2 separate regions of the Sus scrofa genome follow, and region 1 is linked to region 2. A link is a contact called in public HiChIP or PLAC-seq data. All regions are on one chromosome and are shown on one strand. The core of a region is the stretch at or near the end of the contact, and the rest is flanking DNA. Distances in the headings are between cores, read along the strand shown.

Evidence for each region. HiChIP or PLAC-seq counts read pairs in DNA pulled down with a chosen protein or histone mark.
Region 1: an H3K27ac HiChIP or PLAC-seq map of alveolar macrophages shows a contact between it and region 2. The contact joins the enhancer-like site here to the promoter of SKI in region 2. A contact is called at or near these places in 2 of 5 promoter capture datasets (fetal liver and liver), 19 of 47 Hi-C or Micro-C datasets (adipose tissue, alveolar macrophages, blood and 10 more) and 2 of 2 datasets of contacts at active chromatin or transcription factors (alveolar macrophages and skeletal muscle).

The regions. Positions count from the first base shown.
Region 1 is chr6:64,229,613-64,234,814 of Sscrofa11.1, forward strand. All of the region lies in intron 1 of SKI (ski oncogene), which reads left to right. Among named protein-coding and RNA genes, the nearest start is that of SKI, 44 kb to the left of the region's middle. Within about 2 kb of position 2,274, at least 3 of the 83 cell types and tissues checked have an H3K27ac peak or open chromatin away from gene starts, as enhancers often do. A contact at or near this core is called in alveolar macrophages, where this site is marked.
Region 2 is chr6:64,186,555-64,191,949 of Sscrofa11.1, forward strand. SKI (ski oncogene) reads left to right here and starts at 1,711. Exons shown (of 7, transcript XM_021095201.1): 1 at 1,711-2,727. The coding sequence starts at 1,759.

The sequences.
Region 1 (5,202 bases), core at 1,024-3,523, 44 kb after region 2:
ACCAGGCTGGAGAGAGCCAGGTGGCGTGGGGCTCCCAGGGCATCCACTGCCGAGGTCACTGGGCCACAGGATTTTGGGAGGTGGGGGCCAGGGTGGCCTCAGGACCTAGTGGTCACCCTCCTGGCCTGGCCCCTGGGTGTGTGTGCAGCCCTGCCCCCCACCCCGCAACCCTGGACCCTGACTGGGGCCACCGTGTCTTGGACCTGCCGAGGCTGCCCGGCAGGTGCCAGCCCCGAGGTCTCATCCAGAGGTGACATGGGGTGCCTGCCCCTGCCTGGTACAGCGGTCTCTGTGTCCCCTGAACCGCTGCCCTCACCTCGTCCCTCCCTGAGAACTACCTGTGCTCTCAGTGGCTCGAGACCCTCCCCGACCCCCACACCACCTGGCGCCCTGTTGCTGCCGTCCCTCTTCTGTGGTGGCCTCCAGGGCCCCTCTGACGTCCTGCTCTGCCCTTTGCTGGGGGGACTGTGAGTCCAGAACTCTGAGCCCTCGGGGGGTTGGTTTTTCAAGCAACAGTTCGTCTCATTTTTTTAACGGCTGCCTTAATAAGAGCTGTACTGAGATATAATTCACGTGCCATGAAGTTCGCCCTGCTCAGAGACAGGCCAGGGGTTTGCAGTGCACGTTGCCATCACCTGATCTCATTCTGGAACGTGCCCAGCACCCCAAAGAAGCCCCTCGCCAGCAGGGCCCCAACACCAGCACCCACTGGCCCCCTCGTGTCGGTGGGTCGCCTGTTCTGGACGCTGCCCGGGAGCGAGGTCGTCCACGCTGTGGCCTCTTGTGGCTGCGTCTCTCCCTGAGCACCTGGGCTGTGGTCCCGTGATGTCGTGTGTTCGCGCCCCGCTCCCCACACTGTCGAGCGTGCGGGTCGGCCAGGCCTTGCTCCGTTGGTCCAGTGCCCCGCACCCGCAGACGGCACCTTGGCCTGACTCCACCCTTTGGCTGTTACCGACGATGCTGCTGTGAACCCTCGGGTCCGATTTGTCTGTGGGCCTGTTTGCATCATCTTGAGCAGATGCCCAGGGGTGGGATTGCTGGATGCTGCCCCGATTCTGGACTTGATTTCCGAGGCCTCACCGGACCGTTGCGCAGTGCCAGCTCTGTGCCTCCCACTGGCAGCGCGGCAGGCGTCCGGGTCCTGCACGTCGTCACCAAGTCTGTCCTGTCCGGCTCTCGGGCCAGTAGAGCTGCCCGCGGGCGTGAAGGGGCCCCTCGCTGTGTTTCGTCGATGCCTTTGCGGCAGTTGTAGATGGACACGCAGGCGAGAGAAGCAACAGCTCTCCGGCTCCGGCGCCCCTGGGCGCCCTGGGCTTGGCACCCTGCACTCTCGCTTCGTGGGTGTTTCCAGGGCATCTCATGCCCCATGCCACCCCGTTTCCCACCATCCTCCCAACACTGCTTTTCTGGACTTGATGGCCGGTCCTGGCAGGCGAGGCGCGGTTCCCGGATGGTTGGGGGTGCTGCGCGCTGCGCTTGTTCCCAGGCTTGTTGGCCGCGTGTGTCTTTTTTGGAGGAGCGCTTCTCAGGTCTTTCCCCCTCTTTAGTTGGGTTGTTTTTAATTCCTGAGGCCCTCTCCGTCCAGGTACCTTGTCAGATGGGACTTGCAAACTTTTTCTTTTATTCTGTGGGTTGTTTTTTTTAACTTTCTTTTCAAAAAATTTCTTCTTTGTTCTTTTTAGGGCCGCATCTGCGGCCTGTGGAAGTTCCCGGGCTGGGGGTTGAATTGCAGCTGCCGGCCTGCACCCCAGCCCCAGCAACGCCAGATCCGAGCAATGTCGCTGAGCTACCCCGCAGCTTATGGCAGCGCCTCAACCCACAGAGCCAGGACAGGGATTGAGCCAGCATCCTCATGGACACTGTGTCGGGTTCTTAACCCACTGAGCCACCACGGGAACTCCTCTTTTCACTAACTCCACAGTGTTCTCTGAGGCACAAATCTTGTGATTTTGCTGAGTCCCCTTTTCCTGTTTCATCCTTTGTTCCTTGCGCTTTGCTGGCGGCTCAGCAGTTCTTTGCGGGTGGGGCTCTGGCTGCTGGAGCGTTCGTGGTGCCTACGGTGAAAACTGTATTTAACAGAAGCCTTAACAGACGCTGGCAGCCTCGCTTCTGCGGCCTTGGGGTTTTCTCGGAGGAAGCACTTTATCGTAGGGAAGCTGCCCACGAACAGTCTTCGCCTTGGAGAGCCGCGAAGGGGCCTCCCTTGGAGAGCCGGCCCTGCGACGGGGCCGCCCCCACGGGAGAGCGTGTGAGAGAGAGCCCGTGAGAACCAGCAAGGAGGTTGGAGTTGTGTCCTTTTAAGGAACTGCTCTGCAGCTCCGTGGAAAGTGAAGTAAGGTCACGATGGTGGCGGGGCTGTCCCAGCGGCTGCCCCCGGCCACCCTCACCTGGGCATGGGGTGGTCCTGCTGCCTCCGCACGGCCCCCAGGGGCCCGCCAGGCCCGCGCAGCTTGTGGTGGAGGTTGGCGACCAGTGGCCTCACCCCCAGGCCTCTGCCTCCCGCAGCGGCCAGCAGGAACTGCGGCCACGCCACGCCGGCCGGGCCCTTCCCTGAAACCCTCCCCTGCCGTTCAAACCTTGGAGGCCGTGGGAGGCGCATCCCGCCCCGGCTCAGCCACGCGCCTTTGGTGCCGAGCTCTGTGGTCTGACTGTGTGCGGCAGGCGCAGTGCGGGGGCTGCTGGGAGGTTGGGTCTGGGGCTGCTGGCACTCCCTGTGTGGGCTGCACTTTGGGGAAGAGGTGCTGGCCGGGTGCAGACAGGACCGGGCACCGCAGGGCACGCCCCGCTCTCTGAGCTTCCCCTGGGGCAGAGTGCTCGCACCCAGGGCCCCTCAGGCTGATCTCTGGGGTTTGTGCTGGCTCTGTGGTGGCTCCGGGGTGGCAGGAGGCCCATCGTGCTGCTGGCCTGGGCTTGGCAGACCTGGCGGCATGAGGCCATTGGGTCCTGGGGGGGTGATGCGGAGGCCAGCGCTGTCCCTGTAACAAGTTGACTGTAATGAGGGGGGGAGCTTTCCTGCGTCCGCTGGGCTGGGTCACTGCTGGGGACGTGGTGGGGATTGATTGGTGTGGCGGGCCTCCCCAACTCCTGGATGGCAGCTGCCAGCCTCGTGGATGCTGGGTCCGGCATTGCCACACTCTGTCCTCGACACACCCGGGGGCTTCTTACAAATGGGGGGATGTCAGGGGCTGGGCAGCAGGGTCCCGGGTGAGGTGACACCTTTGGAGACGGACGCTAATTCTGGCCACTCTGCCTGTGGAATGGGGGGCCCTTAGTTTGCCGGCGAGGGGAAAGAAAGAAGCGTCCCCCCTTGTGGCCCTGGGTGGGTGCTGAGGCCCCAGGCCGCCTTCTCTATGACCCAGCGTCCAGGTCTTGCACCAGGTCCCCGCCTGCCACCTCCCTGCAGAGCCCGCGCAGGTGCTCATGGACCCCTGGCTTGCTTGGGGGGGCGTTCACCCAGCCCGCCCTCCCTCCGTGTCTCAGGCCAGGGTCTGGCAGCAGACGGTGCCTATGGCTTCCTGTGCCCATGCGGCCCCTGTGACGCTCCAGTGGGTCTGGTCCTGCATGGAGTCTCATGTCCTCCTTCGAGGGGAGCCCTCTGGGCACGCTCATGCTGCTGGCGGCTGGCTGAGGCGGGGATGCGGGTCTGCCATCCACTCCGTGCTCCTCCGCCAGCAGTGAGGCTGGGCGACGGCTGCCAGCAGCTTGCGTTCCTGGCCTTAGGTCTTGGCGCAGCCGTCGGGAGGGCGGGGGGCATGGCTCGCCTCTGGCTCATCTCGTGGCCTTGCAGTTGGGAGGGGCCTGCTGCGCAGCCGAGCCCCACGCGTGTGCGGCTGGGAGCAGGTACCGGCGCCCCCGTGGGGGAGGAGGCCCTGCATTGGGACCCCACAGGCGGGTCCGGCCCTGTGGCGGGAGGAAGGGGTGCGCTGAAGTCGACACCTGCCCTGGAGATTCGCTTGCTTCGGGACGCAGGCGGAGACATGTGGGTGGCCATTCCCAGGGCAGAGCTGGCGCCCCGTGCAGACCAGGGCCACGGCCACTTCCTCAGTGACAGCGGCAGGCAGAGTCCTGATGTGCTGAGCCCTTAGCCCAAGACCCACACATCCCACGGGGGGCCTTGGGTAAAACTGGCCCTGGCGGGGAGATGACTCTGAAACCACTTCTTTCCATAGGACAACGGCCTGGGTGGCCCCGGGTGGTGCTGCCCGGTGGGTTCCGTGCTAGGGGAGCTCCCCACCAGTCCTGCATGTGTGTTTTAAGGCCTTGAGACTGAGTGCCCGTCAGGGTTAGTGCTGGGTGTGCCCAGCTGGCCCCTGGCTCTGCCTTGGGCTGCCGGGGTCACCCCAGAGCCGGGCGGCAGGGCTGGTTGCTGCCCCTTGGAGCAGCCAGAGCTCCCTGTGTGCAGACATGGCCCTGTACCAGCAGTGGCACCGGGCATCCTCTTTCTTCTTTCTTTTCTCCCCACAAGGTTTTCTCTTTCTCTTTTAAGACGTCCAGGGAAGGGCATGGGCAGTTTGGGAGGCGGCAGGGCGGGCCCCTGGGGTGGGGACTACCAGCATCCAAGGGCTCCCTGAGGTCCTTGCTGCTGTGGTCCCAGATGCCCAGGCCAGGGCCGAGCGCCCTGTCTTGCTCCCTCAGTGGGGCTCTCGGTGCAGTGCTGGCCGAGGGGACTCAGATCCCCAGTGGGCTTCGTCCTCTGGCCCGGAGACCCCGCCCCCTCTTCCCCAGCTCCGGGCCTGAGCACAGGGTGTGGGCCACTCTGCAGAGCGTGCAGTCAGGGCTCACTGCCTGCAGGGACAAGACCCCAGGTGTAGGTGTGCCTGGCTGGCCTGCCCATGTGAGTACGAGGCCCCTGTGCCAGCTTGTGCACAGGACACACATGGCCGCCTGTGTCCTTGAGTGTGGGGAAGTGGTCACGGGCAGTGCTGGGGCCACAGTGGGCTCCCGGCCTGGCTGCTTGGGTGTGTTCTGGCCCAGCGGCCTGACAGGCTGGCTTTGAGGCGTCCAGGAGGGTCATGGGCCAAGAAGACAGGCTCACCTCCTTGCAGAGCGGGGACCATGGCCATGACCTTCATGGCGCTGTCCCCTCTGCCTGCCACCGTAGGTCCTGGCCAGGCCAGCAGCAGAGGGGGTGGGAGGCAGCAGCGACATCCCTCGCGCCCCGGTGGCCCCGCACCCAGCCTGGTCTACAGGCTCTTTTTCGGC
Region 2 (5,395 bases), core at 461-2,960:
GGACGGCAGTGGGGTCTCGGCCTAGGTGCCCTGCAGATGTATAAATGGCTCTCTGGGCCTGGGCGCTGCGGGGTTAGGGCAGGGCCAGTCTGTACTGAGGACACGCGCTGCGCAGCGACCTGGGAGGACCACGCGGACACAGCCCCCAGAGGCAAGCCCTGTCCTGTGGCGCAGCAGTCCTGCACTGGAGCTGGCAGGAGGTGCGGCTGCTGGCTGTGTGGGGAGACCCGGGTGCGGGGTCACAGCGTGGCCCTTCCTGCCAGCAGTCATGCCTTGGCGGTCGGTCCCCAGGACAGGCTGCACGGGGTCTGTCTCCTGCGGGGGGGGTGTGTGTCTCCGGGGTGCTGCACTCCTAACCCACATCGTGTTGCTTGGTGTCCCTGTACTATGTGCGACTTGGATCATTTTGCCTGGTGTCCCCATCGTGTGCGTGGGGACCGCGGCGTTGATGGAGGACGCGCGGCCCGTCCTGTCCGCTCCTCAGCTGGTCTGCGGTTGTGGTGGGGGCCCCGTGTGGGTTTCTGGGCTCTGGTGGCGACGGGGCGGCGGGCCGGGGGCCTTCGCGGCCGCGCAGGAAGCGGCCTCCGCCGGATGAGGGGCCTGGGGCGCCGCCGTCGCCCCCGCGGAGCCGCCTTCCGGCGGGTGGGGCCGATCGGCGCCGAACAGCGCTGAACCCCTGGCGGCTGCGGCCGAGCGGAGCCGAGCGGAGCCGAGCAGACCCGAGTCCCCGGCGGGCTGGGCCGAGCGGAGCCGAGTCCCGGGCGGACGGGCCCGAGCGCGGCCGAGCGCGGCCGAGCGCCGGGCGTGGGCGGGGGGAGCGCGCGTTCCTGGAAGAGCCGGGTCGGGGGGCCGGCGCATTCCAGGCCGGCGCTCGGCTGAGGCGGACGCGCGGCCCCAGACGACGCGCGGGGCGGGGCGGCGGCGCGGCGCGGGGCGGGGCGCGGGGCGGGGCGGCGGCGTGAGCTCAGCGCCCGGCGCTCAGTCCGAGCTGGAGCGAGCCGCCGGGAGGATGTGCGCCGATCTCCGCGCCGCCGCCGCCGCCGCGGTCTGAGGCCGCCGCCACAGGCGCTCCGCCGCCCCGGAAGCCGCGCGCGCGCGCGCGCGGGCGGGCGGGCAGGCCGCGGAGCCGGGCGCGGGCGGCGGGGTGGGCGCGGGCCGGGCCGGGAGGCCGGCGGCGGGCGCGACGCGGCCGGCCAGCGCCGCCGGGACGAGCCGGGCGGGCGCCGCGCGGTGGGAGGAGCGGGGCGGCGGCGGCGGCGCGCCGCGCGAGGACGGCCCGGCGGGCCCCGCGCCCGCGCCCCCGCTCCTCCCGGGCCCCTCGGCCTCGGCCGCCGCGGCGATTCGCGCCTCGCGGCGCCGGCACCTGCCCGCGCGCCCCCCGCGAGCCCCGGGCCCGCGAGCGTTGGCGTTGGCGTTGGCGGCGCGCGCTGGGGCATGCCCCGCGCCTAGGGCCCGGGGGGCGCGCGGGGGGCGCGCGGGGGCCCGGGCGGCGGCGGGCGCGGCGCGGGGCGCGTGGATGTGGCGCCGGGCCCGGGCGGCGGCGGGCTGCAGCGGCGGGACCCCTTCGCCCCGCCCGCCTTCCCCTTCGCGCCCCCGGGCGAGGCCGAGGCCGCGGCCGTGATCGGCCGGGAGCCGGTGGCGGGGGGCGGCCGGGGCCGGGGCCGGGGGCGCCGCCGGGGCGCGCGGGGCGGCGGCGGCGGGGGCCGCGGGGGCCCGGGCGCGCGGGAGCGGGAGCGGCCTGGGGAGCCGGAGCGCACCATGGAGGCGGCGGCGGGCGGCCGGGGCGGCTTTCAGCCGCACCCGGGGCTGCAGAAGACGCTGGAGCAGTTCCACCTGAGCTCCATGAGCTCGCTGGGCGGCCCGGCCGCCTTCTCGGCGCGCTGGGCGCAGGAGGCCTACAAGAAGGAGAGCGCCAAGGAGGCGGGCGCGGCCGCGGTGCCGGCGCCGGTGCCCGCGGCCGCCGAGCCTCCGCCGGTGCTGCACCTGCCCGCCATCCAGCCGCCGCCGCCCGTGCTGCCCGGGCCCTTCTTCATGCCGTCCGACCGCTCCACGGAGCGCTGCGAGACCGTGCTGGAGGGCGAGACCATCTCGTGCTTCGTGGTGGGCGGCGAGAAGCGCCTGTGTCTGCCGCAGATCCTCAACTCGGTGCTGCGCGACTTCTCGCTGCAGCAGATCAACTCGGTGTGCGACGAGCTGCACATCTACTGCTCGCGCTGCACGGCCGACCAGCTGGAGATCCTCAAAGTCATGGGCATCCTGCCCTTCTCGGCGCCCTCGTGCGGGCTCATCACCAAGACGGACGCCGAGCGCCTGTGCAACGCGCTGCTCTACGGCGGCGCCTACCCGCCGCCCTGCAAGCAGGAGCTGGCCGCCAGCCTGGCGCTGGGCCTGGAGCGCAGCGAGCGCAGCGTGCGCGTGTACCACGAGTGCTTCGGCAAGTGCAAGGGACTGCTGGTCCCCGAGCTGTACAGCAGCCCGAGCGCCGCCTGCATCCAGTGCCTGGACTGCTCTCTCCTGTACCCACCGCATAAGTTCGTGGTGCACTCGCACAAGGCCCTGGAGAACCGGACCTGCCACTGGGGCTTCGACTCGGCCAACTGGCGGGCCTACATCCTGCTGAGCCAGGACTACACCGGCAAGGAGGAGCAGGCGCGCCTCGGCAGATGCCTGGACGACGTCAAGGAGAAGTTCGACTACGGCAACAAGTACAAGAGGCGGGCGCCCCGGGTGAGTGTCCTGCGAGCGGCGGCGGCGCGCCTGGGGGGGGGCGGCGGCGGTGGGGGGGGGGTGGTGGCTGTGGGCAGGGGCTGGGGCGCGCGGTGCGACCTGTGCTTCCTCCGCCTCCACACGTCTCGGTGTTTTGTTTTGTTTTGTTTTAAGGAGACTGGGGTGGGGGGGCAGGGGAGTGTCCTTGTCCCCCTAGAGGGCCAGGTAGCCCGGGAGGAAGAGCCTCCTGTCTGACTCCCAGCCTGAGCCAGGCTGGCCTGGTTGGGAGCCCTGGGGAGCCTGGGGCAGGCTTGGTGGGCGAAGCCTTGCTGAGGCCCACGGTCATTGCCCAGACAGCCGGGAGGGGCAGGCTGCAGACCTTGGACTCTCTGTCCCGAGTCCCCGGGAAAGTGGTTCTGGCTGGGCCCAAGCTGGAGCTCCAAGTCCAGTCCTTCCTCGGGCCCAAAGCAAGTGTCCAGCCCCCATGCGCGAGGGGGACTGCCCTGGCCCCCAAGCTCCCAGGCTCGCACACGGGGTGCCTGGCACTTCCCAGCAGGCAGAACTTGGCCAGGCGGGGCCTGTTTGTGCCTTGAAGTCTCGGGAGACAGACTCAAAGCCCAAGCCAGGTGTCCAGGCCCTGGTGGCAGGGGGCCGAGACTTGGCGACTCCAGCTCTCTGTGTCTGCCCTGGCCTGGCAGGCAGTGAATTGTGGAGTCCCCCGTGTGGGGGCGAGGGCTGCTTGGCACAGGGCTTGGGGACTGGTCAGCGGGCACCCAGGGCCCCGGGTGTCAGGGTAGCCGCCGGCCTGTGATTCGTTTTGGACATGTCCTTATCTCCTTGTTTCCTTCTCGCTGAAACGCCGAAGGGTGCAGCAGGGAGGCCGCTGGCCGAGGCGCTGTTGTTTGCCAGGCTGGGGGTCTGTGTGATCCGGCCTGGCTGCTCCCGGGCCACCAGGCGCCCCAGCCCTCCATCAGGGTCGACACCAACTTTTCATGGCGTCTTCCCCCCGCCCCAAGTATTTGCAACTTTTCTTTGAAATATGCAGGCTTATTAAATTGCACACACAGAATGCTGCACTGGCTCAGCTATTCTTGGGAGGCCTAATTAATTCAGCTATTGCATCAAACTTTTTTTTTTCCAAATCTGTGAATAGATGCTCCCCCCAGTTCTCTCTGGGCGCCTCTCCAGCGGAGTGTCAGAGTCTCAGGGAGCGGAGGAGGGGAGGGAATAAGGGCCTGCTGCCCGCGCTCAGAGGGGCCACCGCGTGTGCGTCCGTGTATCTGGTGGTGGTGCTGCCCTTGGCTAGGCCAGCGCCCAGGTGGCAGCTGTCTGCAGGCTGTGGAGTTGGCACGGGGTGGGGGAGCCGGTCTGGGTGGGCAGCTCGGTGGGGGAGGGTGCCCATGGGAACGGCTGCCGGCAGATCTCAGCAGGCTGGCCAGGCCCGTCGTGCAGGCTGCTGTTGGCTGTGGGTGGCGTGATGGGTGCTCCCCGGGGCCTGGGGTGCCCGCTCCCTCGACAGCCATCTTGCCGGCGCTGGTGGGTTCTGGCGGGCTGGTTAAGCCTGTGGTGGGCAAGGCTGTGGCGGGTTCCTCTGCTCCAGAGTGGACAGCAGAGGGTCCACGGGTGGTTGGGACTGCGGCAGGGTGTGTGCCCGTCTGGGTCCTGGTCTGGGTCCTGGGTGGTTGGGACTGTCTTGCTGGGGTCTGCTTTTTGTCATCGCTGAAGGCCCTTCCGGGCCCTGGTGTCCGCAGGCTCAGGGAAGGCCTGGCCCAAGCTGGTGGCCTGGAGGGGAGGCCGGAGCATGCTGGTGATTTCAACAGATGGTCAGCGCCCCGTCCTCCTCCGCTGCTCTCCGCAGTGCTGCTCGGAAACCTCGTTTCCTGCTTAGAAAAACGCCACGGGTGACGATGAAGACAGGGTCATCGGAAGGGGTTGGAGTCTCCGGGTCTCAGTGTCACCCCGCCCTTGGTGACCAGGGTCGCGGGCCTCCTCCAGGCCCCGGCTGCTGGCCGGCCGCTCCCTGGCTCCCCCCCCCCGCCCCCCGTCTTGGGACCCGCCGCCCTGGCCCTGTGGCTGAGCAGCCGGGAATTCTGGGGTGCCTGGTCCCTTTGGGGTGCGCCCGGCCGTGCCCTTGCCTGTCTACCCGCCAGCGACACCCGGGAGGAGGCGGGGGTCTCAGCCTCAGGGTTGTTCTGGAGGCAGCAGCCTAGACAGACCCTCCCTCCCAGTGCCTGCTCGGGCCCCGCTCCGCCCGCTCCTCGCGCCCGGGTCTTCATGGAGTCTGTTTTGACTTTTTTCCGCCTCTTTTCTGGCTTATTTAAATATGTTTGTCCCACTGAGAACGAGGCCCGAAGGGAACCAAGACTGTTCTGGGCCCTCTCTCAGCAGGGACACGGCTCGCCGGGCCTCGGGGTCCCGGTGTTGGGGGCCTCGGGGTGGCCCGGGTCTCCTGCCGGCCGGGACTCCTCTGCCATCAGCAGCGGCGTGAGCCCCGTGGCTCTGAGGCCCGACCGAGGCTTGCTCTGCGCTGCCTGCGGCCTGACCACGGCGGGGTGGCTGTCCCTGTGGTCGCCCCAGCGAGGGCCGGGGGCAGGGATGGGTCTCCAGCCTCGAGCCCGGAACCCCTGCGTGCAGGCGGGGCCGTCCTCAGCGACACTCTGCGCCTTGCCCTCAGCCTCGCGGGCTCCCT